Regions from separate parts of the Mus musculus genome. Here regions 2, 3 and 4 are each linked to region 1. A link is a contact called in public Hi-C, HiCAR-type and promoter capture Hi-C data. All regions are on one chromosome and are shown on one strand. Each heading gives the region's core, a stretch centred on a gene start, on an enhancer-like site or on the middle of the called end of the contact. The rest is flanking DNA. Distances are from core to core; before and after follow the strand shown.

Region 1 (2,928 bases), core at 410-2,909:
AAAAAAAAAAATGAAAAGACCTCAGGGTTTCAAAGCGTACACAAAAAAGTTCTTTCCAGGTCACTAGCACAGGTGGAAGGCTGGGGAAGTCACAGCACCTCAACACTGAAGCTTTGCACCTCAGGTCAGGTTTTGTTTGAACTCCAGTATCAGCAACACCCACCATCAATGAAAGTACTACCAAGGGAGCACTTTGTCTTCAGACAAAACCAACACCTTTGCGCACAAAACCCATATCCAAAAGCAAGAGGGGAGCTCTACAGCTGGCCTCCAGGTGAAGAACCGATATGTCTTCCCAGTGGCTCCTTAGACTCCATTAACTAAAAACTGTAATAACCAAAGTCAAGTTAGGGACAGAAACGATGGAAAAATACCAAGACCAAAAGCTCAGCCTGAAGGCATTATTACTCTTTAGAAACAATGGAGTAGATCCAAACCTACTACAATTTAAACATAAAATCATTGACTCCTAGCCACGGTGCTTCTCTGAAACCCTAGGACAGATGCAGCCAAGTAGTCACTAATTGTCTTGGGATTTCCAAATTGGCCAGAGCGAGACCATCTGAGTCACTTGAAATTGGCAATGAAGCCTAAAGTCTCAAGAAAGGAAAAACTCCTTCACTTACACAACACACACATCCCAGTCCCAGACCGTGTTGGCCACAGATCTCTGGTGAAACAAAAGAGATCCACAACAAAGACCCCCCCCCCACCCCCCTCAGAACTTATGGCTTTAAGAGAGAGCACTCTTGAACGTTCTAGGTGTTGTCATAATGGAAGTCCAGTGCTTCCCAAGAAGGGAAAGACAGAGTGACAAGAAGATGAGCCAGTAACCAAAACAATAAAAATGCTAGGCCCCGGGGAGGGGAGGAGAGATGAAGTAAGCTAGGCCTGGCCAGTACTAGTCAATCTTATTTTCCTGGACTTCAATATAGCAGCCATGGGGGGCAACGGGGGTAACAGGATCACAAGCTCCCACCCACTCCAGCCTGGTCTTTATTAAAATGGAAGTGGGGAGATCATCTTTATAGGGGCTTGAGGTCCACCATTCAAAGCAATGCCAACCCTAAGATTTTCAACATTTTTGAAGCTAAGAGCCAGCCAGACACTAGACTAGGAAGAAGAAGTGGGAGAAGGGAGGAAGGGAGAGAGGAGGGAAAGAAAGGAGGAGGGAGGTAGAGGATAGAAAAGAAAAGAAGGAGGGAGAAGAGAGGAACAGAAGGAGAAGAGGAGGGAGAGGGTCATGTTTCAAAACAAAGGCTCCACTCCACTCGGAACGCCACCCCCTGGCCTGGGCCAGCCTGGAAGGGCTGGGATTTCTACATCAAGCGTCCACAGGGCAGAACAAGGCCGCGCGGCCAGGCGAGGGCCTCCCGCAGCCGCTGGCGGACCGAGCCAGCCCGCGGCGCTCCTAGCCCGCCCCGCGCCGCGTGCCCCGCGCAGCCCGGCTCCCCGGAGCCCGCGAGTCCCGACCTACCTTCCTTCACGCCCGGCAACTTGGACTGATCTACACTCACGTCGGCCATGGCGGCCGCTGGGCCTCGGGCGCGCGGAGATCACGGCGCACGCCCACCCCGCGGGCTGGCCCGGGTGGACGCCGGACTCTCCCGGGCCGGAAATGCACCGGAGTCCAGTACGGAGGGAGAGAGGTGCCAGAAAGGCGGCGGCGGCGGCGGCGGGGGGCGGGGGCTGCAAGGCTGCACCGCACGCAGAGGCGTGCGAGCCAGACCGCCTCCCCTCGCCTATGTGCCTGCCGCGCCCAGCCCAGGCCACAGCTCTGCGGCCTGAAGGCCGGGACCCCAAGGCTGCACCTGCCAGCTAGGCGCCGCCGGGACAGAGCCTATCTGCGCTCCACTCTGAGATTTAAGACTTGTGTAAAGTGCTTATTGAGTGCCAGGCACCACAAATCCTTATATCTGGGATTAGTGGGCATATACATACATACTTACAAACATACATACATACATACATACATACATACATACATACATACATGTGTGTGTGTGTGTGTGTGTGTGTGTGTGTGTGTGTGTGTGCTTTATATTTCTTTTTTTGTTTTGTTTTTTTGTTTTTAAAGAAACCAGAATACAAGACACTGAATTAAATTCTGGGCCCTTCTGGAAACGGAATATTCACAACCAGCAGGGAGAACTGAGTCACTCAATCAACAAAAAACTATAAATGTCTACCAGATCGGATGTTCAGTTTCGGGGGTGGAGGGATTGTGACAGAGACTTGTATGGGCTTCCCCTTCCAGCATGCCACTCACTGGTCTATAATTCTGACATTTGTGTTTCTCTGAAATGAGCGACTTTTCGCGTTTCATCCTATGGATCAGTACAGATTCATGCTCCTTTAGGAACTGTCTCTTCCCCTAAAGGAAACATTCCAGTCCTAAACTGGGTTTTCACTAATCTTATCTTTCAGTCCATTAGTCCACAAACCATGCATATTTATCAAAGAATGGGTGTGAGATCAAAACCGGTGGAGCAGAATACCTCCCTAGGCTTGCTACATAAAGGGTAGAGTAGCAAATTAGTATCTGTTTCCTGAGTGGGCGGCCACTCTCACTAGCAGACAATGAAACTAAACTGAAGATAAGCAAAGATAGGAGAAGGCGGAGAAGAGGGCAGTTTCTGATGGAAACACAGTAGCAAAGCACAGTTCCTCCTCAGAGTTAAGCTTGTTGGCAGGATCATTGAACTCTGGAATGTCAGCCCAACATCTTGTCAAAGTTCAACGTGTCACTTCAGCCACTGGCTTAAACTGGCTTCCCATCTCAGCTCAGACTCCTAGTGTGAGAGGTCAGGAGGAAGTGGTATGATTTTTAACTTGACACTAAAATTGGTTAGCAAAAACTAAGATGTAAATGAGAGCAAAAATTAGATCAGAAGTTGGCAAGCTGCTACCCACAGGCCAAACCCAGCC
Region 2 (3,195 bases), core at 84-2,583, 2.2 Mb before region 1:
TGCTACTCTAGTCCCAGGTGACTGAATGCTGTTCTCTGTCCTCTGTGGGCAGCAGACACAGAAGTGGCACACAGATATACATGCTGGTGAAAGAGATACAAACATATTTTTAAAAGTTCTAGCCCGGCGTGGTAGCCCAAGCCTTCAATCCCAGCACTCGGGAGGCAGAGGCAGGTGGATTTGAGTTCGAGGCCAGCCTGGTCTACAGAGTGAGTTCCAGGAGAGCCAGGGTGATACAGAGAAACCCTGTCTCGAAAAACAAAAACAAAAACAAACAAACAAACAAAAGTTCTAGGGGCTGTAGAGATGGGTGGAAACCTTGGTGTACACTACTTCCTGTAATCAAATGTCTGAAACAATGTGCTAAGCTTGGGGGTTATTGGAACAACTTATATAGATAACATCAAATTTAGTATCAGTAAATGCATATAGCAATTCATAGAAATAAAACTACTTTGAGGTTTTCTACTTTAAAACAAGACTACAGCAACATCCGCAGCGAGACTGGAGAAGTGCATCGAAGTGGACCTCAACACTGAACAAGATCTCTGACGGGGCATCTCTTAAACACCGCCTGATATCATGCACAACACCACTCTAAATTTGACTCCAGTCAGAGGGTCAGGTAAACGGGCAGAGAGCCCTTTCCCGCGTATTATGAAAGGACATACTTTCAAGTATGCTGCTGCAAGTGCTACCAAGTAGCTGCAAGAGCAAAGTGTGCGCTGTGGCATGGCGTATGGCTGCAAGAAGGCAGTTAAATGACACGCACAGAGATACAAGGACAGAGCTAGGCCAGGCCAGAATAGCAACAATAAAAGCAACAACTAGAGACAGATAGCAGGGAGATCACAAGGACAGGGACAGGAACGATGGGCCAAGGCAGCAAAAATCTTCATGTTGAACAAGGAATGGTCACCGGCCAACTCCCGTCACTCCTTTGGGTATTCAAACATTCGCGAGAATTTTTTTAAGAGCCTCGGCCCGGCCTGAGGGTCAGTCACCTGCACATTCGGGAAGTAGTGATGGGTCAACCCTGCTGTCCAAATGGCCCAGAACCTGACATAACGGGGCCAGGTCGCAGGCCGCACTTACCAGGCCACGGCCGCCCGACCTGCTCGCCACATCCCGCCAGAGCAGACCACACACAGGCGCTGAGACGGCCACGGGGGGAACCCCGTGTCGGCCCCAGTCCGATTCCTGCTCCGACAATGACCCAGGAAGAGGCCCTCAGCAACAAGGGCATAGAGCAGCCACCGAGTCCCTCCCAATGGCGCATGGACTTCCGCAAGAGCCGGCTGGGCTCCCGTAGTCAGTCCGTCTCCGAAATAACCACCCACAGGAACGCTAGGCAGGCTGCACAAACGGGCCGCGGATGACATGCGCATGCGCGGGGAGCCACTGGGCGGGACCTGTGTAGTGCTCCTCTTCTTGGCTCCGCCCTCAAAGTGTAGGAATTTTGAAAATGAACTGGGCGGGCTGGGTGCAGGAAATCCACTGGACGAATGTTTATTAGGAGCAGCCAATTTAAGGAAATCTTTTAAAGATCATTTTCGTAGCTGAATCATATAGCCAGAAGATCGAGTATGCGAGACACCTTAGAAAGTCCGAGATCTGATTGGAAAGTGACTTCTGACATTTAAGCTGTAGGTTTGGGATAAACACATACAGTTTTATTAAGACACAAATGTTTTTGTTTTGTTTTGTTTTTTCATTCCCCCCTTTGTTGGCTTTCACCTGAATTTTAATGGCACCCATTTTATTGAAATGGCCCTTGTCAAAGTCTCTTAACAGCGCCATCTCTCCAGTAATGGCTCCTTAGTAGTATCTGCCTAAGTTCTCTTCTTAGTTTTCTTTTGATTTTCAAGACGTCAGATTCATTCTTCCTTCTCCTTGTAACCTATCCCTCCCCACTCCTCCCTATCAACCCCTCTTCGGACGTAGTTGATGTCTAGTCTCCTAGCTACCTGCTTCTCCCAACTATTATTTAATATTCAAAAGTTCCAGTTAGGTTTTGGGCCTTTTGAGTTCCTTCCTTTTTCTGGCTACATTTTCTCCTTAATAATCTAAATTATTTGTATCAATCCAAGTATCTTCTCCATCTTCAACCATTTTTGTATTTTTTTAAAGAGAACAGGGACTCAAAACAGGAATATTGCCAGTGAAAGATTGTGAAGTCGATTAATGGTGTTATTGGAAAAAATCAGATAGTCTTGTACTTTATTTCACTTCAAGGATACATTCCTTTCACTCGTCTCCCTTCCCCTGTCTCTGTCAGTCTCTCTCTCTCACACACGCACATGAAATACACACCACCACCAGCACCCCAAATAAATTGCTTTTTATCTAATTATCAAAACCATAAATCAGAATCCATCTAGTCACAATAGTGGCAAGTATATAAACGCAACTGTCTGACAGTAAACGTTCTGATTGCAGGACTTGAGGAATATATTTACTGTGATGACTGTCTCAATGATAGCTGTAGATAGAAACCTTCTATAAAGCCTAACCAGTATAAACCAAACTAGAAACCAGTTTAAACCCCAACTTTTTCTAGTATTGAATAAAAAATGCATTTGTTATTGTTGCTTCCTAATTCTTGTTGGAAAACACAAAAGGGAGAAGTAAGTGACGGCTGCTTCCATGTGTAATGTGTCTTTGCAGTTTACAAAGCCCTTGCTTTATAATTCCACTTCTAGGCTGGGACTATGTGTAACTTATGTCTACCATTGTATTAGATAGCAAAATAGAGTTAGCATGAAAGTCTCTAGATAGTAGCTAATTAAGTGAATTACATTCACACTAGTCACAAAACCTATGAGCTCTCAGTATCCAAATAGAGAATAATATCTGAAATAGATTGCCCTAATTTGAAATGGCTTTAATCTAGGTTTTTGTTTTGTTTTAACTTCACAATGCTGTCAAAGAAATGTGAAGAAGAAAATTCAATAGAAGCCATGCATCCAATACTTGTTTCAACCAGCCTGTTTTCTATATTTAATATATTATCTAATAAGGGTGATTTACTCAATCCCATATAAAATAGGCCACTTGACTGCTAATGTATCTGTTGTAAGCATGTTTAAGGTTAGAGGGCTAGACTGAGGTAGGAAGTTTGGGATATGGGTGTGCCTCAAGTGAGACTTTCAAGTTATAATGGGTTTATATGACATCCACTTCACGCTATGTACA
Region 3 (3,287 bases), core at 293-2,792, 2.7 Mb before region 1:
GTTTTTTCGAGACAGGGTTTGTCTGTGTAGCCCTGGCTGTCCTGGCACTCACGCTCTAGACCAGGCTGGCCTCGAACTCAGAAATCCTCCTGCCTCTGCCTCCAAAGTGCTGGGATTAAAGGCGTGCGCCATCACTGCCCGGCGCCATTATTTCTTTAAACACAGTTGAAATAACAAATTAAGACTTTTAATATCTGATTGGGTCAACAGAAAGCCACAGGTCTTTCCTTTCTGTGTTGGGGGGGCAAACCCAAGGCCTCACACATGCTAAATCCTGGCTCTCTCACTGAACAGTCACAGTCCTGTACCCGCACAGTGGATGGCACAGTACTCAGCCCATTACAAGCTGTTGCAGAAACCGGCCACGTACAGAGAGTTCTGCTCTGGCTGTTAAACTGTCACTGGTTCTGTTCTGGGATGCTGCTCTTTTTCATTTTGGCCGTATTTGCACTTTAGCATCAGAGGCGCATGCCTTGCCTGGCCTTGTGGAATCGAGGAATCCCATAGCTACTGTTCTTCATTACAGTGACTGAGAGTGGGCTTCACCTATCACAAAGCAAACTTCCAAATAACGGCTGAGTCGGGGAGTGCAGTGTCCCCCATGTATCATAGGAGTCTTAGGCCTCTGATCTTCTGCCCAGCAGTTGTGAGTCTCCCTATTCAAACAACTGCACACATAGAATTAGAGGGCTGCTTCTAGAAACCCTGGTGAATAGCAACCAGCAAGAGACCATTCTGATTGGTGGTGGAAGTGAAGGGCCAGTGAGGGACAAGTCCCTGAGCAGGTGACTTATTCCAGGAATCCACTAGGGAACAGACAATAAGGAACCACTCCATTCTGGTGACACCAGAGGAACCAAGGGCAGTGACTGCTTCCCAGAGCCCCTTAGTCAGCAGGGTGGGGGGTGGAGGGGGGTGGTGGTGGTGGGGTAAATACAATCCACTCTCAAGGGGAGAAAGCTGGGAGAAATTCATTCCAGTCTTCCTCTGGTATGCACTAGGGAGCTCAAGTGTCCTCTCTACAGAGTTGTGAAGGGCCTTCTGGATGGCTGGGACCACAGGAGAGTGGCATTGTACCTGACTCACTGTCTTTAGCAGGCCAGGCGATCTGAAATTTAGCCCATGTTAATTTCAGCATGTCTGTCCTACCTGGAACACAGGTCTTCCCTCGGCCTTCTCTGTAAGAACTGTGTTCAGAAAAATGGACTAATGTGACTTTGAATTGGTTGGAGAGAGCATCAGCTAGACTTTTATCATACTGGATGTCTGTTAACTGAGAGCAAATTGTGTGTGCTGCTGGCTGGAGGGCACACCGTAGTGGAGAAGCCGAGAGCTAAAAAAACAAAACAAAGCAAAGAACCCTACTTGTTTAGGTGCGGGTGGGCTGTCAGAATAAGGGGTTGTGAGAAAAGGGGAAGGAGTAGGAAGCTAGACAGGAATGCAAAGAAGATGCAGGAGGATGAGGCGAGGCCCGCGGCTGCAGGGAGTGGCCCATTCTGAGGTTGGTTTTGTCACGTGCCTTTGCAGAACCAGCCCACGGAGGGCCATTCTGCTTTGACACGGGCATGGCCCTCTGACAAGGTGGCTCTAGAGAATGAGCCTGTCTGCTCCTCCCCCACCCTCTAATGGGCTCTCCTGGGACTGCAGTGCAGAGCCCCTCCCTCCATGAGGAAGTCAGTGCTGTGAGGTGCAGCAGAACACCTGGGACCCAGTGACAGTGACTTGCTATGCGCCCTCTGGGTAAGTTATTTCTTCTCCCTGGCTCCTTCCTCTTTCAGAACTGGAGAGGACTCCTTGTAGCTATAAAGGTTTGATGGTGATTACTGCAGAACTGCAGTGTGTGTGTGTGTGTGTGTGTGTGTGTGTGTGTGTGTGTGTTAGGCTTGCTGTTTAACAGGGTGCTAAGGTGGCAGGGAAGCCATCCTTCCCTCTCCCCCCCCTCCCCGCCCCCCCCAGCTCCACACGTGTGTGTGTGTGTGTGTGTGTGTGTGTCTCTCATTACTGTCAGGAGGCGTTAAGATGGCCCCATGGAGATGAGAACAAACCCCTTAATTAGGCACTGTTCCCACATCTAGAGAGGAACCAGCCTGGGCCCGGCTGCTCTGGCATTGTGGGGAGCCTAGTCCGTGGGGGCAGGAGGGGGCAGGAGGGGGCAGGAGGGCACAGGAGGGCGCAGGAGGGGGAGGCTGCGGCCAGGGCATCTGAAGGACTCAGCAGGTTTACACTTCGCTGACCTGATGGATGAATGGGGCCCTGTCCACCCACATGGGGTCTGGAATCTTCAATTACGGCAATTACATCAACAGGTCGGAAGGGCAGCACTTTCCACTGAAGAGGTTCAGGGCTTTAAAGAAAAATCCTAAAGCCACCGTTTTCCCTGCTTTCTTTTAAAGGGACTAGGCTGATCAAAGACGACCCCCATCTCCAGTCTAATTGGGCCATAGGTAGAAAAGAAAGACACGGCCGAGTTTTCTGTGAGAGGTGGCTGCCATACGCTCGCTCACCTCTGGACTCCTGGCTCCTCTCCTATTCAGGTTTGTGTTTGTAGACCCTGGTTGCCCATGCTTTGCACTCCGCATCTTTCTGAGGATAAGACCTGGAGCCTTCCCCTCTGAATCTCCCAGCATGCATCGCAGTACAATCAGGATGCGTCTGGACTGAGGTCAGAAGGATGGATGCCATGGAAAGGTCATTTTAGTCTTTCTGATCATGTTTCCCCCTTCAGTAAAATCAGCATACTACTGTCCACCTGTCTTTGCTACAGTCCCAAAGGGTCCAGCTGCAACCACATACCCCAACTAATCCAGCATTTTCTTTTTCCTCAGACACCTGTTAGGTAGTTAAACTGAAGGGAGGTTCTTGCCTCAGCAGCAAATGGGTGGTCCCTGAGAATTTGCTAGAAGTGTAGCTCTTGGGCCTAACTCTAGGTAAGTAGGAATCTGCCTCTTACTTACCAAGCTCTCCAGGAAAACTGTGGACACATTAAAGCCTAAGGAGGGCTTTTGTGGACTGAAACTTGACACACTGAGCATGAGGGAGCCGGTAGGAGGGAGCCTGTAGCTCATTTTCATCTGAAAACGAAGATTTATTCTTTCCTACACGAGGGATGCTTTGAGGCCCGGAATGAAGCAGTTTATCATTGCAAAGGTATTTCATCCAGCTAGTGGGTCATTCAATTGACGGACATTTGCTAAACAGCACTGTAAGGAAGGCTTGAGGCTTGTGAAATATATTCTCTGCTTAGGAACAACTTGAAGAGGTCCCCCTGAAGTTCAGAAGAACTCCAA
Region 4 (3,377 bases), core at 791-3,290, 2.2 Mb before region 1:
AAAAACGAAAAAAACCAAAAACCAAAAAAAAAAAAAAAAAAAAAACCAAAAACCCCAAAATACAAACCAGTGAATTGTGGGCTATTCACAAAGATGCACGTCACTAATTCTGACAGTTTTCATTATCTCTAAAAAGAAACTTCATACTATTCATATATTAACCTTGTGATAAAAATATTAATTTCACTTTTATTATTTGGTTAAATGATACTTATAGTTTTTGGAATTTCTAAGAACTACACACTATACCTACACACACACACACACACACACACACACACACACACACACAGATATTTATATACATGATTTCTGTTACAATGAATTTTCTTAGCTTGCTTTTTATTTATTTATTTTTGTCATTTGCTCAAGACCTCTCTCTTTCTCTCTCCCTCCCTCCTCCATCTCTCTGGTGTGTGTGTGTATGTATGTATGTGTGTGTTCTTTTTTTCACAATCTCAATCTCAATCTCTCTGGGTTACTTGTGTTAAGCTGGTCAGATCAGTGCCATCTCTTCACTTAGCTGGAAGGGACAGTGTGTGGACAGTCACTACCCTATACTGAACATCTATCTTCCCGGGCACTGTTCCTCAAAACATAGCTCCAAGGGAGATTTTAGTGTCATTTTTCTTACATAACATGTAAGCAGATAGAGGTCATTGGATACTATGTAGCCTGCTGTATCACAAGGTCGCAAAGATGACACTTGGTCAAACCCAAATTCGAAGCCAAGTCCTCCAACTTTGAAGTACGTGTCCTTAACCAGTGTGCCGACTGAGGCTAAAACCAACGTTTAAACATGGTGAGAGCCCTTGGTTAGTGCTGTCAGCACACCTTCCCAGCTCCACACTCCCTCCCTCAATGGTCCTTCCAGGTATTTCCGGGCAAGCCAAAGTCAGCTCTTGTAGATCAACGACTATACAACAAGACTGGCTCAGAGACGCGTGGCTGAGAGTTCTCCACTTCTGCTTCTCTACACAGGGACTCCCCACAGTTATCTCAGACCAGCTTGCAGGATAAAAGTGCACCTCCTAGTAGACTTATTATGTATTTGAGTCCTTACATCAGCCCCAGAATAACAATTGTGACTTTGTCATTTTATCTTTCTATGATAAAACTAATTTTTGCACAACTTGTGTGTAAATTAAAAAAAAACAAACAACAACCTTGAATTTGAGAGGCTGGGGAGATGGCTCAGTGGTTAAGAGCACTTGCTGTTTCTCCAGAAAACCTGGGTTTGATTCCCAGCACACAAATGGTGGCTCACATGCACCATCTATAATTACAGTTCTACAGGATCTTCTGTCTGCTGAGGGCACCGGGCACCGGGCACCGGGCACCGGGCACTGGGCACCGGGCACACACGGTGCATAGACATACATACAGGCAGAACATCTATATACATAAAATAAAAAAATCAAACAAATGTCCCCTTCCCCAATTTTTTTTTTTTGTTTGTTCACTTAAATATTTTGTTTCTGGGCAATTGTAAGTGTTTATTCACGAACATTTGAGCTAAAAAAGAAGCCTGGAATAGGTTGATTATACTTCTATGGCTTTAGTATACGTTTTTTCAAGAATAGCAAGCCTAATTCTATGCACACATTAAGTAGAATACTTTGTGTGTGGAAAAAGCAAATGAGATTATAAATATCTGTCGAGGTGGATTATGAATAATCTGTATCATTTGTAAACAAAACGAATGAGACCTGTACTAAAACCCTATGGACTGGGGACTCCAACTAAGCAAATGAAAATCCTAGCTCTGTTTGTCCTGTTTCCCCAGCTTCTGGGAATAAAACAGCGACCTGGGAGTTCTTGAGCCCGCTTCTGCAGAGGGTCCTGCCAACACCGCATTGTCTTGCTGGATTTGCAGTCAGATGCCTTACGCTGGCAGGCTGTGGGCAGGCAAAGAGTGTTTTCCCCTGTAAGTTGGGTACAAAAAGATCGGCATGGGAGCGGCTTCCTCTGAGACAGCTGCTTTGAGAGAATGCAGAAGCAAGGAGCAGCCAGAAATTCCTCCTGGCACAAAGTGCCCCGGGGGAGGAGTCCACTTCGCTAAATATTGTCATTTGCTGAAAGAAGGTGTGTGCTCAAGGAGTTTTTAACCTGGAAGATCATTAACTCTTTCATCCAGCGGTCCGGAGGCGTCTCTGGAGTGGGTCCTGAAAGCGGCTGCACACAAGGGTCAGGGAGCAGGAGTGGAGCGTGTTTCCATGGGTGACCACCTTGAGAAGAGCCAGCATGCTTTACTCAATGAAGGGGACGAGAATGAGATGGTAAGTTCCCAGCCCCTTCTTCTCATCTCCTTTCCCTAGCTTCGCACACACACACGCGTGAACTCATTCCCATACTTCATTGAATGTTGACTCTGGAATTATATAAGAAGAGATAATATTCAAGCAACCTTCCTGTCCCGTGAATGTAACTCCTGACAGCATGAATTTGGTAGAATGAACACATTGTATTCATTTTCATCAAGATTGTTTTCATTGGAAGTAAGACAGAAGGGGAGAGGAACACAGAGTTGTCTGGTGATTAAGTTTTGAGTCTCTGACTGTATGGGAAGTTATGTCCATAACTCCCATTTCAACAGGTCTGTGAGAAGACTAGAGTTTTCTCTGGGTGGAAGAACTGAACGCGAAAGTCAAGGCAGCTGCATGCTGGGTCTTTGCTTCTCACAATCTTGTTGGGACTGCTCAGAAGGGAAGACACATAACACAAATATTAACAATTATCAGCCTCCACTCATTTCATTTCATCAAAAGAGTCACTGCTGTAGGGACTGGTTGCAGAAAACTGCGAGCTTCATCATCTGTTTCATTTGAGACGTTCCCCGGAATCTTGAGCTCTGTAAGAAAACCAAAGATGAGTCTGTTCTTGGTGAATCCAAAGTGATATTTCTCAATTACAATGTAATCAAGAGAGAGTCAGAGATGTGCAGTTCTGTGTAATAAGGTCTTTGTGCTAATTGTGTAAGCATAGCCTTATGCCAGTAATGATGCAATTAAAATGTGAGAGTGTGAAGCTCTCTCTATAATAGCATTTTACCTTCCTCGAATTAATATACAAATAACAAACCCGAAAGATATTTACTTGAAATGTTTTCTTGGTTAATTGCTCAAGTCCTGACTATTAAATTCTTTGTTCTAAAACTGGTCTTTCAAGTTTAATCTGCTTACCTGTTTCTATAGCAACAACTTTTTTTTTTTCTTTTTGACATTCTGGAATAGATCCCATCTATCAAAGCTCTGGAAAAAAATATTATAAAGGACTAATGGGTGCCTTAATTCAGCTGGCTTTCTTAACCTTGTCTTTCCTTCTTTCAGATGTAACTATCAATAACAGTTGCTTTCAAGACTCTAACCAAATGTCAC

Evidence for each region. Promoter capture Hi-C pulls out the DNA fragments that hold promoters and counts their contacts. Hi-C and Micro-C count contacts between places; a contact is called where the count stands out from the background. HiCAR-type assays count read pairs that join an accessible place to other places.
Region 2: a contact with region 1 is called in a promoter capture Hi-C map of liver, with 3 times the contacts expected there. The contact joins the promoter of Opa1 here to the promoter of Ccdc50 in region 1. A contact is called at or near these places in 4 of 39 promoter capture datasets (the 3T3-L1 cell line, hippocampal neurons and liver) and 2 of 115 datasets of contacts at active chromatin or transcription factors (pro-B cells and stem cell-derived anterior neural progenitor cells).
Region 3: a contact with region 1 is called in a Hi-C map of B cells, with 5 read pairs. The contact joins the promoter of 9030404E10Rik here to the promoter of Ccdc50 in region 1.
Region 4: a contact with region 1 is called in a HiCAR-type map of astrocytes, with 7 times the contacts expected there. The contact joins the promoter of Atp13a4 here to the promoter of Ccdc50 in region 1.

The regions. Positions count from the first base shown.
Region 1 is chr16:27,387,687-27,390,614 of GRCm38.p6, reverse strand. It overlaps Ccdc50 (coiled-coil domain containing 50), which reads right to left and starts at 1,659. Exons shown (of 11, transcript NM_026202.4): 1 at 1,478-1,659. The coding sequence starts at 1,526.
Region 2 is chr16:29,577,472-29,580,666 of GRCm38.p6, reverse strand. Opa1 (OPA1, mitochondrial dynamin like GTPase) reads right to left here and starts at 1,333. Exons shown (of 29, transcript NM_133752.3): 1 at 1,096-1,333. The coding sequence starts at 1,127.
Region 3 is chr16:30,037,734-30,041,020 of GRCm38.p6, reverse strand. 9030404E10Rik (RIKEN cDNA 9030404E10 gene) reads left to right here and starts at 1,542. Exons shown (of 4, transcript NR_045878.1): 1 at 1,542-1,740; 2 at 2,394-2,534.
Region 4 is chr16:29,540,146-29,543,522 of GRCm38.p6, reverse strand. Atp13a4 (ATPase type 13A4) reads left to right here and starts at 2,040. Exons shown (of 30, transcript NM_001164612.1): 1 at 2,040-2,279. The coding sequence starts at 2,217.